Regions from separate parts of the Mus musculus genome. Here all the other regions are linked to region 1. A link is a contact called in public promoter capture Hi-C data. All regions are on one chromosome and are shown on one strand. The core of a region is the stretch at or near the end of the contact, and the rest is flanking DNA. Distances in the headings are between cores, read along the strand shown.

Region 1 (3,832 bases), core at 534-3,033:
GCCAGCCTGAGCTACATGAGATGAACAAAAATCACAGAGGAATTAATCCTCTCTAGTAGCCTTATTCCACAGATACTGGCTCAGCTGAAATGCACCATGCCTCTGCTTCTTGTTTCTCATTCCCCTCCCAGACTTTTTTTTTTTTTTTTTTTTTTTTTTGACATGAGGAGGGGTCATCTGAGACTGAGTCTAGTCACCATCATCTAAATTATTCTCAAATTCTTCCTGTCTCTACCTCCCAGGTGCTGGGATTACAGTGTGCCCAGCAGTTTTTCGGGGTCTTTGGATAGAACTCAGATTTATCATCAAGGGATGATAGCTGCTTGTTGGATAAGCTCCATCGAGCTGAATTTGGAGAACTTCATTTTTAGGATAATAAACTGAAGGGATAAGAAGTGTCCAGAGGGGCTGGAGAGATGACTCAGTAGTTAAGAGCACTGGCTGCTCTTCCAGAGGCCTTGAGTTCAATTCCCAGCTACCACATGGTGACTCACAACCATCTGTACTGAGATCTGGTGCCCTCTTCTGATATGCAGGCATACATGCAGGTAGAACACTGTATGCACAATAAATAAATTTAAAAGAAGAAGAGGAGGAAGAAGAAAGAGGAGGAGGAGGAGGAAAAAAGGAGGAGGTGGAGGTGGTGGTATTCAGAGCCTACACAGAGCTGGCACCAGTGGTAGGCTTTATGAGGTGGTAGGCTGGGTGCAGGATCACCTCACATTTCCCACGGCTGGTCCAGGCAAGACTCGACTCATTTTACCTGTTCAGGGTCCGGTAGGCACCTTCCACGTTCCCCTCCTGAACCATCACTGTCCTGGCAATGAACTTCAGATGTTTAGCCATGGCCTCGTATTTAAATCTTCATTCTTCCGGGACTACAGACTGGACATCGAGCATGGAAACCAGAGACTCAATGTAAGAGAACAAAGCCCAACAGAGTCACAACTTACCATAGGTAGTTTTTATTTAATTTAGCAACAGAACCAGCTTGAGATCCACAGAACTGGGCTGGAGGAATTCTCCATATCTTAGTAAGTACAAGTAAGTCTGGAGAGATGGCTCAGTAGTTAAGAGGATCCAAGTTCGATTCCCAGTACCCACAGGGTGGCTCACAACACATACAGTCCCAGGGAATCCAACACCCTCTTCTGACCTCTGTGATGCACAGACATACATGCAAGTAAAACACTCACACACATAAAATATAAATAACTTTTTTTTTTAATGAAAAAGTACAAGCAAATTGTTAGCAACATTTCTTTCACTACGCAGTGATATGGCTTAGCAGGTAAAGGCGCTTGCCACCAAGCCTGATGACCCGAGTTAGAGCCCTGGATCCTTACGGTGGAAAGAGAGGACAGACTCCTGCAAGCTGTCCTGACTTTCGCCCCTCCCAACCCCCCGGTCACACCAAGAAATAATTAAAAGATAATTGCCGGGCAGTGGTGGCCCACGCCTTTTATCCCAGCACTTGAGAGGCAGAGGCAGGCGGAACTCTTGAGTTCGAGGCCAGCCTCGTCTACAGAGCCAGTTTCAGGGCAGCCAGGGCTACATAAAAACACTCTCGAAAAAGCAAAGCAAAGCAAACCAAAAAATAGGTTTCCGCTGAGAGTTAGAAAGAACTCTTCGTCCGCCTCTAGGCACCACGCGAAATCTTGCCCTCCCGCCATACTCGCTTTGCAGCTCAGTGAACCCCCCCACACCCCTCGAGCTCCCTACCTGGGGCCTCTGAATTCGGACTCCGGGTCTCTGCGGACCGGAAGCGGAAGCTACGGAGTCCCGCGACGGGAGGAAGCTACGCTGCAGGGCTCAGCCGACTGCAGCTCCGCTTACCGTCTGACCTTGCGAAGGTTCGGTGCTGAGCGCAGGCGCTGGACTTTCCGCCTGACAGTCAAAGGAACAGCGTCCTCACCTTCCTATGGAGGAGTCGCGGTCGTCGGGTCTGCGAGAAGGTCAGCCCGATCCGTAGCTCTAATCCTGTTAAACTTTTACTAGATTTGAGCGATTTCGTTTTCTGGATGGGAAATGGGAAGCGTCCTGAGAATATTTTCTATTTAAAAAGGACAGATCTGCTCACCGGGTGAAAAAAATGGCTCCACACCCCCTAATCTGCCTAAAAGTTAAGAAAAGAAATTACATACTGTGAGTTTCCCATTGCATCAGCTACCTAAGCCATTTCATTAAATAAAGTAGAATCAAAAAGAAACAAATGGGAAACGCCTGCAGAATTTTAAATCAAAATATTGTTGTTTTAATGCCAACTTTGCCATTTGTTGCCTTGTAAGATCTAGTAGAATTTTTTTTTCTTCCATACGTCTGGACAACCCTATGTGTATGTTATCCCCACATCTCCATATATGGTTATTTACATGGGTTTAGAAGTATCCATATACAGAAAAACCTACCCACAACACACACAGATGCACCCTCATCTGTTACTTCTTTAAGGGATTTGCTTTTATTTTGTGTGTGTGTACGTGTGCCTGCGTGTATGTATGTGCACCGTGTGCGTGCGTGCGTGCAGGAGCTCAAGAAGGATTGGAGAGGTGTTGGGGCCCTGGAACTGGAGTTAATAGGAGGCTCTGAGCTGCCATGTGGGTACTGGGAACAGAACCTGGGTTCTCTGCAAGAGCAATTAATTTTCTTAACCACCGGGCCATCTGGCCAGGTCATTATCAGTTAATAGGTATTCACACAAAATTTAAGCCTGCCTCGTAGTAAGCCAAATCCAAAGTCCCAAACTGAAGCTAGACACCTTTGTGCTTGTCAGCAAACCTAATTGAATGACTGTCCTCTGCTAAGCACTGCTGATACTATTCCAGTGTCTCTTGTACAACTGACAGTATGTAGACACAATTTTAGGCCCAGTCGCATATAATAAGTGCAAAATTAATTCTATGGACAGTACGTAATCCGTTAGAAAGGAGTTCTAGCTTCAGATTCTAAGCATCAGCAGACGTATGACTTTGAACAAGTTACTCAGACTAGGGGTCTGCACTTTTTGTCTAAATAAAAATATTGGAATACTACCATGTTTATTTGTTGATATTATACGGCTCTCTTGGGCTATAGTGGTAGACTTGGGTAGAAGAAATGGAGATCTGTGACCTACAAATACTTATAATCTAGATCTTGCTAAACATGAACTTTCAATCTGGCTTCTTATTTGTAAAATGATGCTAACATCTACTCTGTTGGTCTCACAAAATTGGTCATAAGAATCGAATGGGCTCACAGTCAGCTATTGGATGGATCACAGAGCCCCCAATGGAGGAGCTAGAGAAAGTACCCAAGGAGCTAAAGGGATCTGCAACCCTATAGGTGGAACAACAATATGAACTAACCAGTACCCCCAGAACTCGTGTCTCTACCTGCATATGTAGCAGAAGATGGCCTAGTCGGCCATCATTGGGAAGAGAGGCCCCTTGATATTGCAAACTTTATAAGCCCCAGTACAGGGGAACAGCAGGGCCAAGAAGTGGGAGTGGGTGGGTAGGGGAGTGGAGAGGGGAGGGTATGGGGAACTTTTGGGATAGCATTTGAAGTGTAAATGAAGAAAATACCTAATTAAAATATATATTTAAAAAAAGAATCGAATGGGATATAATGTAAGATAATTCATTAATTTTTGTTTTAATTTTAAGGTTTATTTTATTATTATATGTGTATGAGTATTTTGCTTACATGTATGTGTGTGCCTACATGTATGTGTATGTGTGTTATGTCTGTGCCTGGAGGTCAGAACAGAACACTGAATCCCTTGGGCCTGGAATTACAGATGGTTGAGAGCTACCATGTACATGCTGGGAATTGAACTTGGGTCTTCTGC
Region 2 (3,832 bases), core at 512-3,011, 760 kb before region 1:
TTACTGAGGAACACCCAACATTCCTCTGGAGCAGCTTCTGATTCACCCCCATACACATTTCCCCTCCCACAGACAATCTGCTGTGGCTTTTCTTTGCGGGCCTTTCCAGCCCTCAATCCCTACTAATCTCTAACTACTCTGACCTCTCCATATTGCCCAGTTCCTTACGATTTCTTCATACATCATCCTAGGCATTCCTCCAGTCCCTATCCTATTATGCAACATCCTCCCATAGCTCTCAAGTCGCACACACCCCTCCCCATCTTTATGAAGCCTAACCACAGGCCTAACCCCGACTCTTCTACAAGTCAAGGCTTCATTTCATTTACCCTCCTTCTTTTAGGGTGTTTTGACCTTGACCTCCCTCCTCATCCTTTAGATGTTTCCAATGTTTCCCTCTGTGCTGACTATAGTAAGCTCCCATGATCCCAGCACTAAGGCCAGTCAGGAAGGCATAAGAAGTGCCTGTATCAAAATACAAAACAACACAACTCCTCATTCCTTTCCACAGTTGTACAACCTAAAGATAGGAATCCCCTAAAGAGTTAATGTGAGAAAGTAAGCATGTGGCTGGCTGCTGCTGACAAGAGATGAGAGGAGGAATGACGCACTGGGAGGGGGGCGGGCGGGGGGTGGGGGAGGGAGTCTGAGCGGAAAGCCACTCCAGGAACTTACTCCCAATAAAATCCACAATTCCCATGACTCTCCATTACTTTTAAGTTCCATAATCCCCTCAACATTTTGATCTATTAATTTCACAATCACTTTGGTATCTACCTTACACCTTTATCTACCAATACTCCGTTTACGTTATTTTGTCTTATTAAGCCCAGATCCTGATGCATGCTAGACGAGATCTCCACTACTAAGCTGTATCCTCAGTCTCCACTGATTCGTTTCTCCACTCCTGTTGTCGTTTCTCTCTTAACCCCCAACCTTCAGTCTCCATCCTTCCTCCTCAAAGTTCTCAACGCAGTCGCCTCTGAGACACTGTGTGAGTTTTCGTCAGCTTCCCTTTTTCTCAGCGACATCCATCCTTTCCCCCAGACTCCTCTAGTAATAGAATTGTCTACTTCAAAGTCCGGTCCTGTCCTCCCTTAGGGGCAACCCCTCGGACATCCTCAACCACAGGTCCCCTCCCAGGACTCGGTCTTGTTCCCATCTCACAGTCCTCCTCAGTCGGCTGCCCGCGTCCCACCCGACTCACCTGCGGTACCAGCAGGGGCCCCGGCATCAAGGGATGAAAACCCGGCCGCCGCTGGCCCTGAGGAGGCGGACGCCATCTTGGCAGCCCCCTCCCCCTCAGCGGCTTCGCTCCCTTTCAATCCGGCTTTTCCTTTTCTCGGAATCGAATCTTCCCCACGTCTCTTCACAGAACCCGCGTTCGGCGGGCTTCTCACAGGCGTTGTTCAGGCTCCAGGACAAGCTCAGGACCGCACCACTTGCCCGGCATGGGGGAGAGCTGCAGTCTCGCACCTTCCTAGCAACTTGAACTGCTCTCCGCCAAAGCTACCTTCTCTTACCAGACAGGAACACTTGAGCCGGGCCCCGGGAGTCCCGCGTCTCGGATAGAACAAACCTAAAGGAAAACCTAGGCACCTGAGGTGCCCCCAAAAGCGAATGCCCCCCCTCCCTCACCTCCCCAGCCACTGCCTGTTTATCCCCAACTCCACCGCTCGGCTCAGGGTGGGCGGCCAAGGAAACCCCGGTATTGCGCATGCGCCACAGCTTCTCGGCGTTCGTCTATCTAGCCGGAGAAAAGAGAAGCCAATCAGAGGGGACTTCGGATCACGTGACAGATGATGCCACACCCCAAGGAATCCACCGACCGTAGACCGTGAGTCTACGGTGGCTCAGTAGGCCAATATAGGTTCGTATCTTTGATCGGGTTGCTAAGAACTCTTGTTAAGAATCAGCTGGACCGAGATGGACTGAGCTCCTCAAATGACAGTCCTGGAAAGAATTCGGAACGCAGCTCTGTGTCAAGTCCGAAATGTTAAGCTCTTGTGCACTACAAAACATCACAACCATCAAGAATTCTTCCAGCCTTTACTGTTTAAGGTGTCGGCTTGTGGGATCTTCCTTCTAAAGACATAAAAATAGATGTTTTGTTTACTTCAAACAGTGCTAGACACAGCGACAGAGTTCATTAAATGTAAATATTTGATAAATAAGGCAATGAGGATTTGTCAACAATATAAGAAGAAAAGTAAGAAAAATACATAAAAACAAAGTTTAAAAGACCTGATAAAAAAAAGACTACAGACTATCAAATAACCTCCCCCTATCCAAAGTCCTCCTTAGCATTCAGTTGCTAATTATCTATACTCCAAAGGGCATAGAAATACAGAGGGATTCTACTCTAGCCTAGTTGTCATATGAACTCTGCCCAGTTTTTTTTTTTTTTTTTTAAAGATTTATTTATTGATTATATGTAAGTACACTGTAGCTGTCTTCAGACACTCCAGAAGAGGGCATCAGATTTCATTAGGGATGGTTGTGAGCCACCATGTGGTTGCTGGGATTTGAACTCTGGATCTTCGGAAGAGCAGTCGGGTGCTCTTACCCACTGAGCCATCTCACCAGCCCTCTGCCCAGTTTTTACAAAGAACCCTAGCAGCTGTGAATATTATGGGAAGCCTAGGGAAGGCCTTTTTGAACAAGCGCTTCTGAAAAGCAAAGACTGTGTGCTAAAGTTCTATGTCCACCTCCTGTCACATTTTTGTACAAGGTAATCACTCAATAATTATTTGTGAAATGAATAAATAAAAGGCATGGGAAAAAACCTCCAGCTTATTGGTTCTAAAGTGGCCTGGACACCTATCCAGATGTTCCTCCAAAGGGAACCCAGGGCCAGAGTATCCATCAAATATCTCCCATTCCTTAACCTCAGATTTCTTCCTCTGCCTTCAAGACCTAAAATATTTGTTTCCTTACTGCCATCTGCTGGATTCTTTGTGCTCCCTTGGGTACTAAAGATTGACAAACTTCATTTGATAGAATTAGCATCACTAATTCAACAGCATTTTGACTCGGTAGCACTGAAGTATTGTATGTTGTACTGTACCTGAAACCTTCGCCCTGCTGTTACTGGTGTCAGACAGTGCTATTCACTCACAGGTGAAGTTGTGTCTCACAGATACTTAGTAAATACTGTTGAATAAATTGTCTATATTTCCAGAAAAGGCATTCAGTCACCTGGGAACTGTTAAGACCACTCATCAGATAAAGGCACCAAACTATGCCTAGGTCCATGAGATGGGATAAGAGAATTGATCCATTCAAGTTTTCCTCTGCCCTCCTCTTGCACAAGTTAACAAACACTTGAGTTAAGTGTAAACTCAGTTGATTCTATTTCCTAAGGTGCTCTAAAAATCAATTGAGGTAGAGATTAAAGCTATTTCAGACTCTGAAATTGTAAGTAGGCAAAAAGGACCTAAATGCATAAGGCAGTTAAAAACAGAATTATCTCCCTATAGTTTGTATTTCAGTTCTGAAAGAAAAATTAAAAAAAAAAAACATCTTAAGCTTCCTAGGGGCCTTTGTCTCTACATCGCCCAGGAAATGGCCACTGTCACAGCCCCACCTTGTGTTATCCGCTTATGTGTGTAACTCCCTCATAAGATGATACTTTTTAGAGCAAAGATGATGGCTTTTCATTTTTACAGTTCAAGAATGTAGACTATTGCCAGGCGGTGGTGGTGCATGTCTTTAATCCCAGCACTTGGGAGGCAGAGGCAGGTGGATTTCTGAGTTCCAGGCCAGCCTGGTCTACAGAGTGAGTTCCAGGACAGCCAGGGATATACACAGAGAAACCCAGTCTCAAAAAAAA
Region 3 (3,832 bases), core at 835-3,334, 740 kb before region 1:
GCAGGGTTTCAGGACAGCCAGGGCTACAAACAAACAAAAAGTACACCACCGTGCTCTACTAATGTTACAATTCTCTCTTTTTGAATGTATTTATTTATTGCACTTTTTAAAATATAGGAGTGCTCTGTCTGCATGTGTACCTACATGCCAGAAGAGATCCCTTTTGGATGGTTGTGAGCCACCATGTGGTTGCTAAGAATTGAACTCAGGACTTCTGGAAGAGCCCCCTGCGTTCCTAACCACTGAGGCATCTCACCAAGCCCTAATGTTCCTAATAAGTATGATTATTCTACAATTTTCCACTTGCTAAAAAATTTATTTTAAAATCATAAACCACCGGGCAGTGGTGGTGCACGCCTTTAATCCCAGCACTTGGGAGGCAGAGGTAAGCAGATTTCTGAGGCTAGCCTGGTCTACAGAGTGAGTTCCAGGACAGCCAGGGCTACACAGAGAAACCCTGTCTCAAAAAACAAACAAACAAAAAACCCAAAAAACAAAAAACCTGAAAAAATGATGGTTTACGATTTCTTTTATATATATGAGTACACTGTAGCTGTCTTCAGACACCCCAGAAGAGGGCGCCAGATCTCATTATGGATGGTTGTGAACCATCATGTGGTTGCTGGGAATTGAACTCAGGACCTCTGGAAGAGCAGTCAGTGCTCTTAACTGCTGAGCCATCTGTCCAGCCCCTACCATCATTTAAAAAAAATATTTCCACAAGATTATTATTTCTCAGAATACAATCTGGAGAGCAATAACTTTAAAGTCATCTATTTCCTTCTACCCTTTTCCACTCCTGGCTTTCCCATTCCACGGACCTGTGCTTCCTCCGGCAGCAACTGTTATAGTGGGGAGCTCTGTGTAGAGCATTCTGGGTGATGATTCGAGTCTGGGTTAGCAAAGGAGCCTGGTGATGAAGAGACAGAGTTAGAGCTGTTAGGAGCAAACGTTCCCTCAAGCCTGTTGTGTGAAGTATAGCCCTGTCTAAACCACACCTGATGCCCTCTCACCTCAGTTTTGCTTTCTGTCTTCAATTCGTTCTGCTGTCTTGGATTTTGCTCTGTTCCCTTGCCTGTTTGCTTTTTGCCATAGAAAAGCTTCAGACCTGAGAACAAAAGCAAGGAGGAATGAAAAGCACAATGCCTGGTGGCTTGCTCTCCATCTCCCGCCCTCCCCACTTCTCTGATACTTACTGGACAAATGCTTCTTGCCTGCACGGTGGGCTGTCAACATGGCCAGCGTGTCTAGTACTGGTCGATGGGGGCAGATGGCACAAGCAAAGCTAGGGAAACGAGAAGTGAATGATGTGTGTGGTGTGTGGTGTGTATGTTGTGTGTTCGAGAGCCTGCAGTCGGGGTGTTCTTGCTATGGTGAGTAGGTCCTACTTCTGTCAGAGTACTCCACCACCAACTCCCAGGTTTCCCGATCTCCACCCCTTACACTTCACTTCCAGCCAAAGAGTCCTATTATACTCCTGAACTCCTTAGTGACAAAAGTTTGTTGAGCCTTTGATCCCCGAATCCCCAGGCTTGATCCACTCTTCGCTCTCACCGTCCATCCCGCAGCATCAGTGCCTCGTCCTCAGGGATGTAACTAGCCAGCAGGTCCCCAACTCTCCGTTTCTGCAGGGAGCAGGATAGGAGAAATGAGTAAGAGGGACGGATGGAAATGAAATAGTATGGATAAGGAGTCAAATGGCACACGGGGCTATGCAGATCATAGGGTAGTAGGGGTCACCACTCAGTTCTGGTCCCCTAAGCCCTCCCCTAGATGTCGCCAGAGCAACAAAACAAAACAACAGGGCGGCTGAAGGTGATCAGACTCTCACTAAGGCTTACTTTGAGCACATTGAGTTGACTCCAGTCGTCCCCTTCCCTCTTAAAAGACATAGCGACTGTGAGACTACGATAAATTCCCCTACGCCTACTTCGCTGCTCCTTTAGGCCACCGTAGAAAGAGTACACTATCGCCTTCTCTGCTTCCGGTTTCTTTCTTGTTGAATCTGTACTTCCGGGGATGATGTTCCACGCTTGCGTCGCGCGAACCGGAAGACCCGCCTCCAGCGCCCTGAGGGGGCCTGCATTTCCTACAATACTTTGAGACGCTGTGCCTTTTGGGAAATGAAGTCTTTTGGTTATTTATTTTATTTTTTTATTTTTTTGAAGAGCACACTGCTCACCTGGACACAGGACCTCACATCTCGAAGGATCCAGGTGTTCGGAGACTCAAGATCCTGTATGTGGAGCCGGAATTTCAGGGTGGGACCTTCCTGATGTGGAGCGAGGCGTCAGGGATCTCAGTGGACTATATACTACAAACTCTTGCTGTCCTCAGGCTCGTACTCCTCAGCCACAACCTACCTGGGGTGGGCCTTATTTGGAACAGAGAGGATGTGGGAGCACCCGGCATCCCGACTGTTGGATGTGGGGATACACTGAGGGAAGAGTGTTGATGAGGGTGTCTAGGGTTCAAAGGTCAGAGATCAGGCTTGCGAGGAGTTGGGGAGGGGGCGTCGAAAGTCAACCGGGTCAGCGACTGACAGCTCAGGGAAGATACTTATGGGTAAGGAGCTCGTGGAAAGAGAAATGTAACCGGCCTGGCAGACTTCTTAAGAGACGGACAGTAACTCCAGGCACGGCAAGAAGCAGCAAGAGGAGGACGACGAATGTAGTCTCTCGAGAGTCGGGAGACTGTAGAGAGACGAGAGAAGAGAAAACGAATTATCTGAATATCCATTCCTTGGGTTCGGCCGTCACTGTTACTTAGCTGGGCTTCCCTCAGTTGTGACCCTAGGTCTTGACAGTGAGGAGATGGCTTCTCCCTCTAGACAGCCTCCCCTCGGGGGGTCAGGGCTGCTGCATGGGAGCCGTGCTCGTTCTTATGGAAGCCTGGTACAATCATCCTGCTCCCCAGTGAGGGAAAGACGCCTGGAGCATCAATTGGAGCCTGGAGACACCCTGGCTGGATTAGCACTCAAATACGGGGTAACGGTGAGTCTTCCAGAATTGAGATAGTCCCGAGAAAGTGGGTGGCCCGCTAAGATGCCCCCTCTCACATTATTTAAATTCTATTATGGTCTGTTTTTTTTCTTCCTTATTTTGCTTTCACATCTCAGCAGAGCACTGTTGGGACAGATCTGCCCAACTATCCCAGTGGGAGGAGCAACTCCTGTAGATGGTGAGGGAGGTGGGTGAGTGGGGGCGGGGCTTACAGCCATTAACTGGACTTGTGTCCCTATCAACTTAAGACTGATAAACCAGTTTGATCAAGGTCGAATCACTTAAGTGTCAGAGTAAGGTTTCTGTCTGACTCTAAAGCCGGTACTATTAGCCATGCGGGGGTGGGGTAGGGGTGGGGGTGGGGATGTAGAGACTGGTAAGGAAGAGCTGACTTTTACTAGCACTCTGAAGGTGCCCATTTGTAGTTCTTATTTCCACCCCAAGGCTCTGTTTTCTTTGTGCAGAGGCACAAAACAAGTCCCCTCTACATACTTCAAGTGTTTCAGGTCATCTTTAGGAGAGGTTTGATGGGCATAAAAAATATCTTGCATTAAAGTTGCAGCCTTCCTGTCTATATCCTGTTTTACCACATACAAACAAATGTTGGGTTTAGATAAATTCCTGTGCCACTCTACTTAAAGCATAAGGTAAGCCTTTCTGGAGACACAGCATACGTTTGTCGATGTGCTCATGGAATTTAAATTCTCATGAGGAGCAGAGAAGAAACAAGAAATGCTGTAAGGAATATCCACAAGGGGTCGGAGATCCAGAACTATTGAGTCTTGCTCGGAAGTGGGAGTGGATAGTATTTGATGTGGGGTTTTGTGTGT
Region 4 (3,832 bases), core at 773-3,272, 730 kb after region 1:
CACAGTACACTTACTAGCGAGAAGGATAAATACTGTGTTTACCGGGTGTGTAGACCCACGCAATCGTGCCCTGGTCATGTCACAAGTACATGGGATTACTTGGGGACCCATAGGCACAGCACACCAACAGAGGACCACTTGTGCTAGGGTCCCAGACTCACATTTGTTCCGAAGCAGCAGGGAGCCCCCACTCATGGCTGGTCTCCTGTATCTTTGCCCCTCCTGAAGAACCCTTGCTTTCCCTGTGTGCCCTGCAGCGTGGCCTAGCATCCCCTCGCACAGTCTGCTTTCTCTTCATGACTATCTCGCCCCATTCTGCAGGCCTTGCTTCTCCATGCCTGGCTCCTTGTTCACACCCTGCTCCCATCCGCTTTTCAGGATGTCTTCTTCACTGTTCTTGGGGTTCCCAAAGCAGCTCCCAATCTCACTTCTGTTGCTGCCTTCCACGCTCTCCACTTCTCAGTTTCCTGCTTTTTATTCCCTCCCTGTGCCCCCCACACACACATATACCACTCCAGATTGTCTTGTTTACCCCAGGGGTAGGTCATGGGCTCAAAGTTGCTCTTCTGTGTGTCTGAGCTTATGAACAACCCCCCACAGGTAGAAGTGGGGAGCAAGCCTAAGTCAGTCCTCTTACCACTTGTCAAATAAATGTGTTCAGAAGTCTGTTTTGTCACTGCTGCCTGAAAGTGTGGGTTGGGGGGGGGGGTGAAGAGAGAGGGCATGGGAGGGTGAGACTTACAGTCACAACTACTCAGGGAGCCAATCTAGAGGCTGCAGCTACTTTCTTTCCAGGAGACCAACTGACCAGTAGTGGTTGTAGAAGAAAAGGCAAATGGGCCCTGTGTTCTGAGGTTTTAAGGCATTTGGTGGGCCTCCCCCCAGCCTCCCCATGCCTGACTTTTAATGATTTAAGATTCTTACTGCCCCTCTTCTCCATAAGCAGATGCTACTTCCTACATCTTGACCACACAGGTTTTGTTGTTGTTTTAAATACAGGGTTTAATTTCATTTCACCAGGTGTGCCTTTATTCATTTTCTTCTAACCTCCATAGTCCCAGGTCTCTTAGCCAACCCTAGGAGAGGGGGTGGGGCTAGTAACTTCACCTAAGGGGAAAAGGAATGGTCAGTCAACAAAAGGGTGTCGCAGCTTGTGTGCATGGATGTCTGCTGGGAACAACTGTTGGAACCCAGACTTACCTGGATCAAGCACCCTTTCCATCTATGTCCTGAATTTCTCTGTTTGATAGGTTTCTGAGTGTATTCTAGCTCACTCTTTCTGTACAGTGATAAACACATTCTACGTTCTCTGACTCCCTTAGTGAGTAGCTGAAGTCAGAAAACCATTCCTGAATGTAAATAGTGAAAAAAGGAAAATATTTGGATTAAAACACTTAATGTCTGAATCTCCCTTGCCATCCAGCCATTTCATGTATCTAATCTTCCTGAGCATCACTTTTCTTGTTTGTAAAATAAAACCTGGTTTGTACTTGGCAGCTATTAAATAAGGCAGTGCACTCAAGTATATGACATAGCATATTCTCACTAAAGTCAGCACTATACTCAGTTTTCACTCCACCACCAATTGTGTATGAACTTAAAGATGAGTCACATCACTTCTCTGAACCGCATCTACATCTAGAAAGTAAAGTGATCAGACAAATGGTCCTTAAGAAACCTCTCCAGCTACAGTTCTATCCAGCCTTGCATCCAGGCCTATTTTCCCTTCAAGCCCCGCCCCAGGGGTCTGGCCGGATTTCTATCGCTTACCACAGGATTCCCAAAGATGCTCCGAAGCTCTCTCTCTTAGACGATTTAGCCTTTTCTTTATTCAATTGGTTCCCGTGCCTCCGCCTTCCTCAATCATTTGCCTAAGGTGGCTCAGGAGCCCACCCCTTTCCTCCCTCTCCACCAGTGATTGGCATGGCATCTGGTTCGTCCCGCCCGCTCTTGACTGACAGCTGGATCCCGGCACCGCCCTCAATCCCCTGGCTCTTGCTCACTGGGGTAGCTGGGACCGTTAGCTCGCCAGGCTGGCAGGCTCCGGGGCCCAGCTCCGCCGGCCACCGGGATGGAGACGATGCGAGCACAGCGGCTGCAGCCCGGTGTAGGCGTCGGTGGGAGAGGCACTTTGCGAGCGCTGCGGCCAGGGGTGACCGGGGCCCCGACTAGCGCCGCCACACCCCCCGTGGGCCCGCCGCCCGCCCCGCCGCCCCCCGCCCCGCCCCCGCCTCCGCTGCTTCTGGCTGGGGCCCCCGGGCTGCCCCTGCCCCCCGGCGCCGCGGGTAGCCCTGCGGTGCTGCGCGAGGCTGTGGAGGCGGTGGTGAGGAGCTTCGCCAAGCACACGCAGGGCTACGGTCGAGGTAAGTGTCGGGAACTGGCCTCCTGCGGGACACCCTCTAGTCAAGAGCCTGGCTCCCACAGCTCCCACTGTCCTCACAGTGGCTCCGCTTGGCGTCCAGCCTTCGCATGCATTTCCTTTTGGGGAGTTTCCTTCTGGACACACACACAAGCGCGCACGCGCGCGTGTACACACACACACACACACACACACACACACACACACACGAGTTATTAATGCATTCTTCAGGGACTCCTGTTTTCAGATGCAATTCTCTTTTCTTCCCAACTTTTTCTCTGTCAGCAGGCTTAAGATTTTAATGTCCTTCTCCCTTTAAGAACCCGCCCCTATTGTGTGGGATCCTCTCCTTTATCTCAGACCCAGGGCATTTCTCATCCTTACCCTTCTCTGTCTTCTCTCTCTGATCTCAGCAATTCCTGTACTCCCATCTCCTGAGCCCTTGTACTTCATCTTCTGAATCTCGACTTTTTAGTTCTTCACATACTTAACTTACCCACCCCACCTCCCACCATGAAATTTCCACCATGACTTCAGATCTGCTGGAGAATTATTAGGTAGTGCTTTCAAAAGTCACTCACAATAATTGTTCCTTTGAATCTGAACCCACACCATTGAGGCCGTGCCAGCTTCCTGTGACTTGGTGCCTCGCTTTAGTGTCTTAGTTTGGAGCCTCACAACTCGGGCCTCTGTCTGTCTGGCGCTGTATTCCTGGCCCTTGCCCAGGAACTGAGGATAAATCTCAGGCCCTGGCTCACTCAATGCTAAATTCTGTGGAAACAAGCCAGGCAACAACCTTATTTTGCTTAGAAATTGCCGGCTTAAAGATGCCTAATTTCTGGGAAGAGGGATGTGAGAATTTTCTTTGTTGTTTTTGTTTAGGCAACGTTAACCAATTTCCTGTCAGAATCCTGGTTCCAAATTCATAGTTTAAACGACAAGGAACACACAGTGAAGGGTGTATGACTCAGACTTTAAGTCTGGAATTTCCAACACATCCCTTCTGTTTCCTTGATCAGGTCCTCCTGGGTCTAAAAGTGACTGCCTCCTTGCTGTTTTCTAGGAGAAAAGTTGCACAGCTCACCCCACCCTCTTTCTTTCTTTCCAGACTGTTGGTTGACCTCCTTCCGCCCCACTCTTTGCTTCCTTTTGGAAGCTTCAGTGAAAAGAGCAGACAGGCTTCGGAGGCCTGTCAGTCCCGGCTCTGTCTTTGGGCAAAGGGTCTCATAACTTCACTGAGCAGCAGTTTCTTCAAGGATTGTGCACATTGATGACAGATTGGGCACTTAAAATGATTGCTAGCCCCGATTTTCTGGTCATCTCTTCCTTGAGACCATGTTTCACTTTCTTCTACTCTTAAATGTTTGTGTCTTTGTGAACAGGAAGATTTCAGTGAAGTTGAACGTTCAGATCCACTCTGCTGCACGCCTGATGGCTCATTTATTCTCCCCTTCTCTTTGCTCTCTAACCAGT
Region 5 (3,832 bases), core at 962-3,461, 690 kb after region 1:
GTTTAAAAACAAGAACTTTTTTACATTTAAATTTTTTATTTTGGGTGTCTCTGGAGTGACTACTGGAGAGGGGAAGGAGAGGGGAGGGGGAGAGGGGAGGTCAGAGTTGGTTCTTTTGCTACTGTGTGGGTTCTGCTATTGAACTCAGGTTGGCAGGCCTGGCACCATCTCTCTGGTTCTCCTGAAGTCTTATGTAGCTGGGGCTGAAGAGATGGCTTGGTGGTTGATAGTATCAGAGGAAACGAGTTCGAGTCCCAGAACCAAAAAACGGCAGCTCACAACTCTTAACTCCACTTCTAAGGCATCGGCGGACACCTGCAGCAAGCACACAGGTGGTAGAAGAAAATAACAGCCATATACTTACAAAATTTTTAAATCTTATGTTGCTACATACCACACTATTTAACAACATCGATATATGAACTTTCGGTATATTTTGATATTTCATACCATCAAGCTAAGGTTTTCTCAGATGCCTGCTACAGGCACTGAGAAACTGAAGTTAGTGAGCGACCTACCTCCCTTACAGTATTCATAAATACTGTTTATCGTTGGAAAACACCTGACGCCTAGTTAGTTAACTTTCTGGAACAAACACACCCTAAGGATCAAGGTGTTCCTAGGCCTTGGTGTTGTGTATATGTTTTTGAACCGTGTGATGTTCATCTCTGTGCTTGCTTAAGGTTCAGTTGTAACTTGTTAGCCTTAGGGTGTCAACCCAGTTAGGGCGCGCGGGGGTGGGGGCTGGGGGTGTTGTTTATGAACAGCGGTGAACAGGCATGCAATCGCTTTTTACTTCTCCATCTTAATCTCAGGGCTATATCATCTTTATTTTCCTGCGCAAGGAAGGAGATAGATAGTCTCCTAATAATTCTGCCCAAATATGGAAGGAGTTTAGGACTCAATGACAAGGCTCCGGCGCGGGGTGGGGGTGGGGGTGGGAGTGGGTGGGTGGGTGGGGAATAGAGTAGGGGGCGAAGGGGGAGGGGGTTGCAGGTAATCCTTCACACAAGAGTTTCTTTGCACACTTAAGAGTTATTTCTCTAGTCAGCTCCTGAGGCATCTCTCAGCAAGGTTTGCCAGATAACTAAGTGAAACTAACACAGCTCCAGCGCCGGTGAAATTGAAACAGGCTTAGGGACATGCATTTCATTTAGTGAATTTGGAGAGAGGACAGAGGGGGGAAAAGAATGACAGGAACTCGAAAACAAAGTAAGGAGTGAGGTTCTTTTTCTTCCTTTTTCTTTCTTTCTTTTATTTTATTTTTTTGGTTTGTCCACCTCTTGTTTCCTGGAGAAACAAGGACGGGGGAGCCATCAGTGTGAAAGTAAACACCTCACAAAGCTGCAGTGAGGAACAAGGGAACATATACAAAATGTTCCCCAACTTCACAGGTACACTGAAGAGATGAGGGGATAAGCAACAGGATGTGGACACTCCCTTACTGCTTCCGCTCCAGAGAACAGAATAGAATGTAATGGGCGAGGAACAGTAGCAGCACATAGGGGCATGAAATGAGGGGGAAATGAGGGGAACCCACCAGAGCATTCACCAGAAAGGACTGAAAGCCAGACTTTAAAATATCTGACAAGTTCTCGTCTGGAGAGACCGCAGCCTTTTATTCTTCAATAGAAGTGCAATAGGAGCATATCGGGTGGGCTCTTTCTCACTAACACGACTGCACTCTCGCCCTCCGCTCCATCCTGGAGTATCCTCGGTGCGATGGGATTGTTTTTCACAAGACTTGCGAACTTGTGAGCCAGGAATAAATGGTCACCTCGAAATGAATTGCGCTGGCTCAGGCGAGTCATGAAATCCTCTCCTAAGCACATTTTTCTTTCACCTAAAAAAAGAAGGGGGAAAAAAAAAACAAAGCACACACCCAAATAACCCAGCTCCCAAGAGGAGTCCCCTGGATGAGGTTCAGGGTCCCGGGGTCCCAGCCTCCCGGGGGGAGGGAGGGCACCCGTCGCCCCGGGCCCCGCCCCTCCTGCTGGCAAGGCTGCGCACCCGAACAACAACCATTTTCCCCGCTAGGAGCACACCGTGTCCACGCGCCCCGGCGGCCTCGCTGATTGGTTGGAGGCCTGGTAAACAAGGGCCAAGTAGCCAATGGGAGAACTGTGCACGAGGGCTGCACGAGCCTCCAGGCCAGCACTCGCGTGGAGCGCCAAGCCAGGCGGCTATATAAGCCGTTTCCGGCAGCCGCTTGACACTCTCCTCCTCTGGTCTCGGGGTTTCCAGAGTTTCTCCAGTTGCGGAAGACAGCTGTTATTTTTCTCCTGAAAGCTTTTGGCACAGCCGGCAGGCTGAAACTTCCAGGCACCTTTTGGAAAAGTTGTTAGGGTTTGTTTGAAGCTTTCTTTACATTTTCGTTTGGGTTTTCAAGCCCTGACTTTACGGAGGCGAGCTCTTCGTTTGCTTTGAAGGGTTCTTAAAGATTTTTTTCCTCTCCGGCTTTCGTTTTTCTTGAACCCACTCGGCTCAATCATGGTGATGTTCAAGAAGATCAAGTCTTTTGAGGTGGTCTTCAACGACCCCGAGAAGGTGTACGGCAGCGGGGAGAAGGTGGCCGGACGGGTAATAGTGGAAGTGTGTGAAGTTACCCGAGTCAAAGCCGTCAGGATCCTGGCTTGCGGCGTGGCCAAGGTCCTGTGGATGCAAGGGTCTCAGCAGTGCAAACAGACTTTGGACTACTTGCGCTATGAAGACACACTTCTCCTAGAAGAGCAGCCTACAGGTACTGCTCCCAGCAGGACTGATGGTGACTTGGGAGGTCTGTGGGTCGGGGAGGGCACCACTAAATGTTTCGAGTTGTTCGTTTGAATGGTTTGAACTGTTGGTCCCTATATTTTTTTACTTTGTAATTAGCAAGTTTTTCACTACCCTTCACCCCCCTAGAGTGATTTGAACACTTTCTGAGGTACTGTTTCCTGAAAGTGTTGTCTTAGCTACTACTTAAAGATTAATGTATTTGTGGATTTCGCAACTTTCTGTCCAAGAAAGTGCTCTGGGATCTTTTCTTCCATAGTGTAAGAGATGAAAGTGGAAGTGAAGTAAGGTAGTCTACTGCCCAGGCACTCCTCATTGACGCTTTCAAAATGTAACAAGAAGCCTAATGGCCCCTTGTCTTTGTTTCCCAGCAGGTGAGAACGAGATGGTGATCATGAGGCCTGGAAACAAATATGAGTACAAGTTCGGCTTCGAGCTTCCTCAAGGGTAGGCATCCACCGTGTGCACCTTGCACTCTTATTTCTAAGTCTTCCCCCTCCATTGATCTCTTACAGTTCTTAGCCTTAATTTTGGTTCATTGTTTTGACACAGGCCCCTGGGAACATCCTTTAAAGGAAAATATGGTTGCGTAGACTACTGGGTGAAGGCTTTTCTCGATCGCCCCAGCCAGCCAACTCAAGAGGCAAAGAAAAACTTCGAAGTGATGGATCTAGTGGATGTCAATACCCCTGACCTAATGGTGAGGATTTTTTGTTTTTGTTTTTAAAAAGGTTTTAAAATTCTTCTTGGTCAGGGATAATAAATTAGATGCATGGGGGTTGAAATATCTCAAAACATTATTTCCTTTTACACAGGCACCAGTGTCTGCCAAAAAGGAGAAGAAAGTTTCCTGCATGTTCATTCCTGATGGACGTGTGTCAGTCTCTGCTCGAATTGACAGAAAAGGATTCTGTGAAGGTAAAAACATACTGCTTCAAATGCTAGACAGGATAGCCAGAACTGGGGGTGGGGGGGTTGGGGGTGGTACGGAGAGGGTCGTAGGGTAGAGGCAGAGGAAGTGCTGTTAACTTGCATGGCTATTCATACTTCCTCATTTTAT
Region 6 (3,832 bases), core at 407-2,906, 650 kb after region 1:
CTGGAACTCAAGCAGGTCAGGAAGCAGGAGCTGATGCAGAGGCCATGGAGGGATGTTACTTACTGGCTTGCTTCCCCTGGCTTGCCCAGCTTGCTCTCTTATAGAACTAAGACTACCAGCCCAGAGATGGTCCCACCCACAATGGGCAGGGCTCGCCCCACTTGATCACTAATTGAGAAAATGCTTACAGCTGGATCTCATGGAGGCACTTCCTCAAGGGAGGCTCCTTTCTCTGTGATAACTCCAGCCTGTGTCAAGTTGACACACCCAACCATCCAGTGCAGGGAAATTTTATGGAATAAAAGTTCTTGGGATGTGGGCTGGTGAAATGGCTCAGCAGGTAGGTAGAGGAACTAGCTACCAAACCTCACATTTGGCCCCTAACGCCCACATGGTGGGAGGAAAGAATTGACTCCTATAACGTTTCTGACATCCACATAGGTACACACAGACACACAGAGACAGACATGTTCTAAATAACTTAATGTAAAAGATTATTGTGATATGGTCTTGTATAGTTGAGAAAAAGCTAAATTCATTATAAAAAATACATGTGCTCCCACACTTCTCTTGTAAAGTGTGTGTGTGTGTGTGTGTGTGTGTGTGTATGCGTGCCTGAGAAGGGACCATGTACCATGTGGACCTGTAGAACTTCATGTAGAGCTGACAGGGCCAGAAGCTTTTGTGACACACTTTGTAATCAGTCCTGTGCTGCTTTCCCTTGGCAAGTACTGTGGGACAGTGTCCCAGAAATGCCACCAGGTGAAAAGACGGACATAGCTAAAACCCTGATTATAATTGAATCTTCAAACAGTTTGTCTATAAAAGTATATTCCCAAATGTCTTCCTTCTGAATTCACCTATCTAACGCCACTCCTCTGTGGATCAGTAGTGTTCAAAACTGACTCCGATTCTTCTCTCTGCCTCTGTTACTACCCCGGCCCCGGCCCCTGCAACCTGGAAGCTTCTGTTTTTTGTGTTTGTATTGATGAGGAGGAGGGAGGAGGGATTGTTGCACAAACTAGTGTAATGGAAAAGGTGGAGAGAGAGTAGACAGCTGCAGAGATCTGATCTGGGCAGACGGAATAAACCCTTCTCGAAACAATTCTGCTCTCGGATTTCTCGGGACAGCTGGACCTTTCAGCTTCTGAAATAGTTGGCAGAGATGGGGGAGGGTCTCTGAACTATGCTTGCCGTCCATCTTCAAAGCCGGCCACCTCAGTGTATTATGTGTAGAAGAAATTCAATGGAATCCTCAGTAAAGAGAGGATGAGAGCAGTGAGTGACTGGCATCACACAAAATCACCACCAGCAGTCTTAAAGGCATTACTGGGAATACTGAGTTCATTACTGGGAATGCTGGAGGGCCTGAGTGGCAGCTTATAAGCTACAGTTGGATATATGACTTGGCCATCATCTTTCTTTATACTCTCCCTCCCTTGGTATCCAATATTTCCATATTCCATCCTTATTTTGCTCATCGTTCCTGCTGCCTTAGCTCCCACACCCCACTGCCACCAACGTTCCTGGAATTTTGGACCTAGCTATTTTTAAAACTGTCAACTCAGTAGGCACCTCCCTCCTCCTCTCAGCTGTCCAGTACTTGGGCCAACCATATACTCTCCCTCCCCCCTCCCCCCACACCAAACCTCCTCTGGCTCTCTGACCTGAGTGAGACTGCAGCCATTCCGGGGCAATCATGGAGAAAGAGATGGGGGACCCCCTGGCTGGAGCAGACCAACAGAATAGGCAACTATGGCTCGAGAACCCAGTATCAGAGTAATGCTTGACCTCGGGAAACAGTAAGTCCAGATGAAATGTCGATCACTTTGATAAGCTTTTGGGTCAAGGCCAGAACTTCATAAAGTTACAGACATCTGTTCTGAAAACTAAGATCTCCCCTTAGCAACTACCCCAGTCTTCACTTTTCCTCTTGCCTAGATGTTTTCTAATCCATGGCCATTTGATGTTTAATGCTGCCTCTCTCTGGCTTTCCTATTTTCCTCTCCATCTTATTACACCAAGACCTTGGGAGAGGGGGAGGGGGCAGTGCTAAGGACTGGGCCCAGGGCCTTGAGCATGGTAAACACTCAGCTACCATCGAGTTACACTCCCATCCCTACCTCAAGACCTCTCTGACCTCCTGCTCATATGCTTATCCCAAAGTAGGGTTTTGACAGGAGAAAAGGAGACAGACCCTCCCCCATATCTGTTCTCCTCAAAAGACCAGGAGTGTCTGGATTGGGCTTTTCAGCTGGGTCTGGAAAAACACATGAACTGTTAGACAGAAACATATATTAATTTGAATGCTTGATTTGTACCCCATCCTGTGAGAGGGATCGTACTGTCAGCCCTCTGGAGAGGCTGAGAGACCGGCTCTCCTTTCACTGGGAAGGTGATATCGTAGACAGGGCGTCTGCCTACCATGTTACCCTTTGTGCCCTTCTAACACAGTGAAGAAAATGAAACGGCAGGTGGTTTCTGGTGGGAAGGATCCATAAGAAGTATGTTCTTAAAGCGTGATCAGATCCTGGTGCTACTGGGGACCCACTGACATGGTCAGAACCTCACTTTCTCTAGGGGTCCTCCATTTTTGGCACATCTGCTATTTGGTAGTCAGGATGGGGCAGTACACTGGACTCTGCACACTGAGGTCACTCAACCTTCCCTCCACCACCACCCCGCCCCCGTAGGCATATTGCACAAGGGACCTGAAGGTGGCCGCAGGGGCAGGGCACAGAGGCTCACCAGCCACGCTCACCCTCTGGAAGCCTCCTTCTTCCCAAGATCCAGTCTGTCTCATTTTTGTTTTGGTCTCTTCAGATGCTCTCTCTACCCACCATCTTGACTGGTCTCCAACCCTTCTCTTTCCCCACACTCAGCCAAATTTCTTCTTCCAGTCACAGAAGTACCCAGAGAAATTCACTAGGTAGGAGGCTCATCATCTGGGAAGAACCGGTGCCTGGGGGGACCTGGCTGGATAGGTATGGGCCAGTCCCCTAGTCCCCGGTCCCCCCACGGCAGCCCTCCAACTCTAAGCACCCTCACTCTCCTGCTGCTCCTCTGTGGACAGGGTAAGGAAGGGCCAGGGAAGGGTTGGACATATCCAGAGGTTAGGATGCTGGGTAGGAATGAGCGCGCGGGGGTGGGGGTGGGTGGGGGTGTGGGGGTGTGGGGGGTGGGGGGAGAGTGAGGAGGGATGTGTGCTGAGTCCCAGCACCTCCCAACTCTGAAAGAGGCCTGTCTTGTTTCCCATTTAACTTGAAGAAGGACACAGATGGCGTCCTTAGACCCCAGGGAAAAGAAGTCTGACTGCTTTACACGTTTTTAGTAGAGGAAAGGAGGGAAGGAGGCAAGGATTGGGAGAATGAAGGTTGAGATTGGGAAAGCGGCCACGCTGAGTGGTAGGAACGGTGGGATGGCGGATGGTTTTTGGCAGTTAGGTGCATACTGGACTTGGATAGAACCTGTGTCTCATTTCACTGCCCTCTCCCTTCCGTCCCCAGCTCACTCCCAGTGCAAGATCCTCCGCTGCAATGCCGAGTATGTCTCGTCCACTCTGAGTCTTCGGGGAGGTGGCTCACCGGACACGCCGCGTGGAGGCGGCCGTGGTGGGCTGGCCTCAGGTGGCTTGTGTCGCGCCCTGCGCTCCTACGCTCTCTGCACGCGGCGCACGGCCCGCACCTGCCGCGGGGACCTTGCTTTCCACTCTGCGGTGCATGGCATAGAGGACCTGATGATCCAGCACAACTGCTCACGCCAGGGTCCCACGGCCCCGCCCCCGGCCCGGGGCCCCGCCCTGCCCGGGGCCGGGCCAGCGCCCCTGACCCCA
Region 7 (3,832 bases), core at 952-3,451, 640 kb before region 1:
TTAGTCCTGGAATCACAGGCATGTACCATAATGTCCAGCTAAGAATTTAGTTCTCAGGCTGGAGAGATGGTCAGCAGTCAGGAGCACTGACTGCTCTTCCAGAGGTCCTGAGTTCAAATCCCAGCTACCACATGGTGGCTCACAACCATCTGTAATGGGATCTGATGCCCTCATCTGGTGTGTCTGAAGACAGCTACAGTGTACTCCCATACATAAAATAAATAATTTAGGAATTTAGTTCTCAAAAAAAGTATTTTCTTATATTCTGTTTACTACTTTTTGTGGTTCTAATCTGAATAGCAGGAGAGCCTTATATGGTGGTGGGATTCCTGTGACCCCAGCATCTGGCAAGTGGCAGCAGGAAGATGAAGAATTTGATGTCAGCCTGGCTACAAGAGACCCTGTCTCAAAAAATAAAGTGAGCAGAGACTAAGCTAGGATTTGAGTTATTGTTGATAAACTGACTTCCTAACAACTGTAACCTAAAAAAAGTTGCCTAAATAATTTATCAGGGATGGACAGAACTATCATCCAATGTAAAAAGCTAGTCCAGTGTGGCAGAGCACAGCTGTAGTCCCAGCACTCAGGCTGAAGCAGGACGACTGTGGGTTCAAAGCCCCCCAAAACCAAACCAAGACCATGAACGAATATAAAACAAAAACAATTTAAAAGAAAATGTGTGAGATATTAAAAGGCTGAAAATCTCTAGCTATACCATTGACCTATCGACATGTACAGAGAGACTCAAATTTGTCCCAGAAAACAGACATAAAGGCATATGTGGCATTAAAATAAAAAAGACCGGCTGCTCTTCAGCTATCGTCCCCTTTCTTTCCCTAAATGCTCTTCACCCATCATTTTATCTATTTTTGCTTATCCTAAGGGCTCTGGATGGTGAAAATTGACATATTTGCTCAGTAAATGCCACCCAGTTATTTTATGCAGAGTAACTTCTAAATTTTCATTGTCTATTCTTAGAGATAAAATGATTAGTAGATACACACATTTAAAAGATACACTTTCTTTAAACTACCTGGACACACCCAAATACCCTTTGTCCAGATCCCCCCAAGAGCATTCAAGGCCTAATCCACAGGGCCTTGCTGTGTCATGCTGCCACCATGCAGTCTAAGGAGGGATGGTGGTGGATGAAAATGGAGGCTTCCTGGTATTTCTCATGTTGCTCTAGGATTTTCCTATTAGCCACAATCCTCCCCTTTTTCTAGGAGGAGCTGCAAAGACAAATCTGCTGTCATAAGTAGTTCCTGTGAGCTACACTGATTGCAGCATGCCATCGGGCAATCCCACAATGGCTCCCACCTGTCCCACCTAAAGCCTCTTTGGAGCAAAAATCTGAGATAGGGAGGAGATTGTTAAAGGTTCCAATCACTCTCAATAGCATCTCATGTTTAAAAAAAAAAAAAAGTACCCTACTCCCCAAACCTCCCTACAAGAGACAGAAAATCGAGGGGGATAGAAATACAAGGGAGTAGAGGCTACAATAATTACAGTAGGAATAAAGATTCACCAAATAACTGGTAGCAGAAATTATAGCTTGAAAAGGAAGATATAGATAACTAGACACTAGACAGAAGCCATTAGATGCACAGGGCAAAAATTATAGGAAAATGAATACATGAAATGAAGAGCTAAATGCCGAGAGATGATTACAGGTAAAGTGCTAGAAATGAATGCCTAGGTCCATGGTAAGGCATGGATGGAGATCTTAACAGATAAAAAATCTGGTAACGAATAGTAACCCATTGTTCATAGCGCCCCCTTCTCTCCTCTTAAACTGCCCCCCACCTCGGTCTCACACGGGGTCTTTCAAGCTTAAGAAGCGGTCCCTCGTCTTGGTTACCTGTTAGCAATGAATGACTAGGGTGTTCCGAAGACGGAAGGGATGCCTCAGGGGCTCGGGGGTCGGCTCTGGACTGGAGAGGAGGAGGCTGCTGAAGGAAGCTGTCGCGGATGTGACGGCTTTGTCTCCTCACGCCTTCTCCCTCGTCTGTGACAGAATCTGCCGCTGGGTCTCCCCTGCAATGCAGCCCCTCCTAGCAAGGGCGGAAGCACTCCCCGCCCCCTCTCTGCCTGACTCGGCTAATTCGAGGGATAGGTTCCGGAACACGCTATCCACCGTAGAGCCTCTCCGTCGGCTCGCACCGCACCCCCACCTCTCCAAGTACCCTCGTGCTGACTGGAGCGCATGGCTGAGCAGTTAATTGTCCTCTAACTTAGATGTATGGGTTAAAAAGTCTTCCGGTTAAACAACAGAATGGCCCTCCTTTCCCACTGTAAGGACTAAAGGGGACTTTGGGAGACTCAGAAAGGGCCCCAGCGCATCGTCCTCTCAGCGCCTGCAGCAGGTGGACAGACTAGCACAGACAGTTGGGGTGCCGCGGTTGTCCCCGAGCGCGGTGCTTGCCGCTGTCCCCGCGGGCCACGCCGTGCGCCCCGAAGCTGGGCGGAGCGCTGCGCTCCGCTCTCAGCCCCTGGGTTTCGTAATCGCGTCGCCGGCGTTTCCGCCCTCCGCCAGCCCCACCTCTGCCGGCCCGCCCTCAACTCCCCGCCGTGCCGAGAAGCAGCCAGGGGACCCGGAGTGGCGGAGCCCCCGCCCGCAGTGGGGACGCCGGGGAGCCGCAGGTAAGAGCGCCGGGCGAGCCGGGCTGCGCGCGGGCGGCGGGGAGGGGAGGGCAGGGCAGCGGGGAGGTCGCGATCACAGTACACGCGCGGGCGGCGCAAGCCACGGAGAGGCAGGGAAGCGGCGACTGCAGCGTGGGGCCGGGTGGAAGGTGCGAAGCGACAGGGGCTCCTCGCCGGCCCTCTAACCTGAGAGATCTGCTGTGCTAGAGAATCCGAAGTGGTGCTGGGCCCCGGAAGGTCTAAGCCAGAGTGAAGCAGCCACGGAGAACATTGACAGAGCCAGTACAATTCATCGAAGTTCCCATCCTGGGTCGCAGTGGGTGGGGGACGGAGCTGGAGTCTGACGGAGAATATTGGGGGAGGGGAAGAAATTAGGATCTCCTTCTGTTAACTTTTAAGTATCCCCAGCCCTTCCCTGGGGTTAGGGCAGGGTTGGTGCTCGGACAAATATCTGTAACTTGTTTGAAAATGGGGCCCATTCCTCTCTTGGGAGTCCCTCAGCAGCCCGCTATGTTTGGAGGGTCTCCACACAGGGACCAGCTGCATCCCCGGGCTTATAGCCAGAATTTGCCCACACGATTCTCAAGTCTCTTTCTCTCCAGCTGCTTCTTGCTTCTTGTGAAGGCTTGTCAGACAGCGGGTTGGAGAGGGAGGCCTTGGGGCCGGAGGCAGCGGGACCGGGAGAACCGGTTTGGGGCTACCACAGGCTCGGGGAACTACCTGTGTACATCCTTCCTCCCCACCTCTCTCCTGCTCGCCCCTCTACAGCTCTGAAGTGTGTAAGGCCCACCGGGACGATGACGGTGGTTTAGGGTTTGTCATTTCAAGTTCTGGGTTTCTGGTGGAAGTGAGAGGGGCCCTCCTGTCAAGGATGTGGCTTTCTGCGCTTTTGTCCCTGATCCCTCCTGGCTTCCTTTTTACTGTGGGGATGAAGTAGTGGGCCATGGATTCAGCATCCCACCCTCCCCAGCTAGCCAGCTCAGGCTTTATTTGTTCCCAGCCCATTCGTTGGCTGCTTTGAAGAGGAGTGACAGCCAAAGCTTAGTACTTCCTTTTCTGGCTTTGTTCCTCCTCCCCCCCCCCCCACCCCACCCCACCCCACCCCCAACTCCCGCACTACCACAGTGACCCTGGCTGGTCTTCACACTCTGACACGGGCCTCCAAGTTTCAGAGACCCTAATGTCCTAA

The links. Promoter capture Hi-C pulls out the DNA fragments that hold promoters and counts their contacts.
Region 2: a promoter capture Hi-C map of hippocampal neurons shows a contact between it and region 1, with 4 times the contacts expected there. The contact joins the promoter of Pip5k1a here to the promoter of Mrps21 in region 1. A contact is called at or near these places in 2 of 39 promoter capture datasets (hippocampal neurons and pre-B cells), 2 of 115 datasets of contacts at active chromatin or transcription factors (astrocytes and microglia) and 2 of 9 other capture datasets (adipose tissue and liver).
Region 3: a promoter capture Hi-C map of liver shows a contact between it and region 1, with 5 times the contacts expected there. The contact joins the promoter of Lysmd1 here to the promoter of Mrps21 in region 1. A contact is called at or near these places in 7 of 39 promoter capture datasets (the 3T3-L1 cell line, fetal liver, hippocampal neurons and 3 more), 1 of 115 datasets of contacts at active chromatin or transcription factors (bone marrow-derived macrophages) and 3 of 9 other capture datasets (adipose tissue, liver and pancreatic islet).
Region 4: a contact with region 1 is called in a promoter capture Hi-C map of liver, with 4 times the contacts expected there. The contact joins the promoter of Lix1l here to the promoter of Mrps21 in region 1. A contact is called at or near these places in 4 of 39 promoter capture datasets (hippocampal neurons, liver and pre-B cells).
Region 5: a contact with region 1 is called in a promoter capture Hi-C map of pre-B cells, with 6 times the contacts expected there. The contact joins the promoter of Txnip here to the promoter of Mrps21 in region 1. A contact is called at or near these places in 3 of 39 promoter capture datasets (hippocampal neurons, liver and pre-B cells) and 1 of 9 other capture datasets (liver).
Region 6: a contact with region 1 is called in a promoter capture Hi-C map of pre-B cells, with 6 times the contacts expected there. The contact joins the promoter of Hjv here to the promoter of Mrps21 in region 1. A contact is called at or near these places in 3 of 39 promoter capture datasets (liver and pre-B cells) and 1 of 9 other capture datasets (pancreatic islet).
Region 7: a contact with region 1 is called in a promoter capture Hi-C map of hippocampal neurons, with 5 times the contacts expected there. The contact joins the promoter of Cdc42se1 here to the promoter of Mrps21 in region 1. A contact is called at or near these places in 5 of 39 promoter capture datasets (cranial neural crest, hippocampal neurons, liver and 1 more), 4 of 115 datasets of contacts at active chromatin or transcription factors (bone marrow-derived macrophages, embryonic forebrain, embryonic stem cells and 1 more) and 3 of 9 other capture datasets (adipose tissue, liver and pancreatic islet).

Annotation. Positions count from the first base shown.
Region 1 is chr3:95,869,731-95,873,562 of GRCm38.p6, forward strand. It overlaps Mrps21 (mitochondrial ribosomal protein S21), which reads right to left and starts at 1,784. Exons shown (of 3, transcript NM_001355759.1): 1 at 1,723-1,784; 2 at 764-885. The coding sequence starts at 846. C920021L13Rik (RIKEN cDNA C920021L13 gene) reads left to right here and starts at 1,792. Exons shown (of 4, transcript NR_040446.1): 1 at 1,792-1,955.
Region 2 is chr3:95,105,169-95,109,000 of GRCm38.p6, forward strand. It overlaps Pip5k1a (phosphatidylinositol-4-phosphate 5-kinase, type 1 alpha), which reads right to left and starts at 1,762. Exons shown (of 15, transcript NM_008847.3): 1 at 1,208-1,762. The coding sequence starts at 1,283.
Region 3 is chr3:95,132,004-95,135,835 of GRCm38.p6, forward strand. Lysmd1 (LysM, putative peptidoglycan-binding, domain containing 1) reads left to right here and starts at 2,085. Exons shown (of 3, transcript NM_153121.2): 1 at 2,085-2,993. The coding sequence starts at 2,814. It overlaps Scnm1 (sodium channel modifier 1), which reads right to left and starts at 2,009. Exons shown (of 7, transcript NM_027013.2): 1 at 1,842-2,009; 2 at 1,555-1,625; 3 at 1,197-1,285; 4 at 1,014-1,108; 5 at 822-910. The coding sequence starts at 1,892.
Region 4 is chr3:96,599,111-96,602,942 of GRCm38.p6, forward strand. Lix1l (Lix1-like) reads left to right here and starts at 2,023. Exons shown (of 6, transcript NM_001163170.1): 1 at 2,023-2,363. The coding sequence starts at 2,072. Gm52628 (a long non-coding RNA gene) reads right to left here and starts at 1,989. Exons shown (of 2, transcript XR_003954672.1): 1 at 1,201-1,989; 2 at 472-1,107. Ankrd34a (ankyrin repeat domain 34A) reads left to right here. Exons shown (of 2, transcript NM_001024851.3): 2 at 1-668.
Region 5 is chr3:96,555,746-96,559,577 of GRCm38.p6, forward strand. Txnip (thioredoxin interacting protein) reads left to right here and starts at 2,212. Exons shown (of 8, transcript NM_001009935.2): 1 at 2,212-2,740; 2 at 3,144-3,219; 3 at 3,325-3,472; 4 at 3,588-3,690. The coding sequence starts at 2,491. Gm15441 (predicted gene 15441) reads right to left here. Exons shown (of 4, transcript NR_040409.1): 3 at 1,541-2,652; 4 at 23-315.
Region 6 is chr3:96,523,529-96,527,360 of GRCm38.p6, forward strand. Hjv (hemojuvelin BMP co-receptor) reads left to right here and starts at 1,657. Exons shown (of 4, transcript NM_027126.4): 1 at 1,657-1,802; 2 at 2,901-3,074; 3 at 3,507-3,832. The coding sequence starts at 2,987.
Region 7 is chr3:95,226,223-95,230,054 of GRCm38.p6, forward strand. It overlaps Cdc42se1 (CDC42 small effector 1), which reads left to right and starts at 2,202. Exons shown (of 5, transcript NM_172395.3): 1 at 2,202-2,643. Mllt11 (myeloid/lymphoid or mixed-lineage leukemia; translocated to, 11) reads right to left here and starts at 2,455. Exons shown (of 2, transcript NM_019914.4): 1 at 1,862-2,455. It overlaps Gm16740 (predicted gene, 16740), which reads left to right. Exons shown (of 4, transcript NR_108026.1): 4 at 301-436.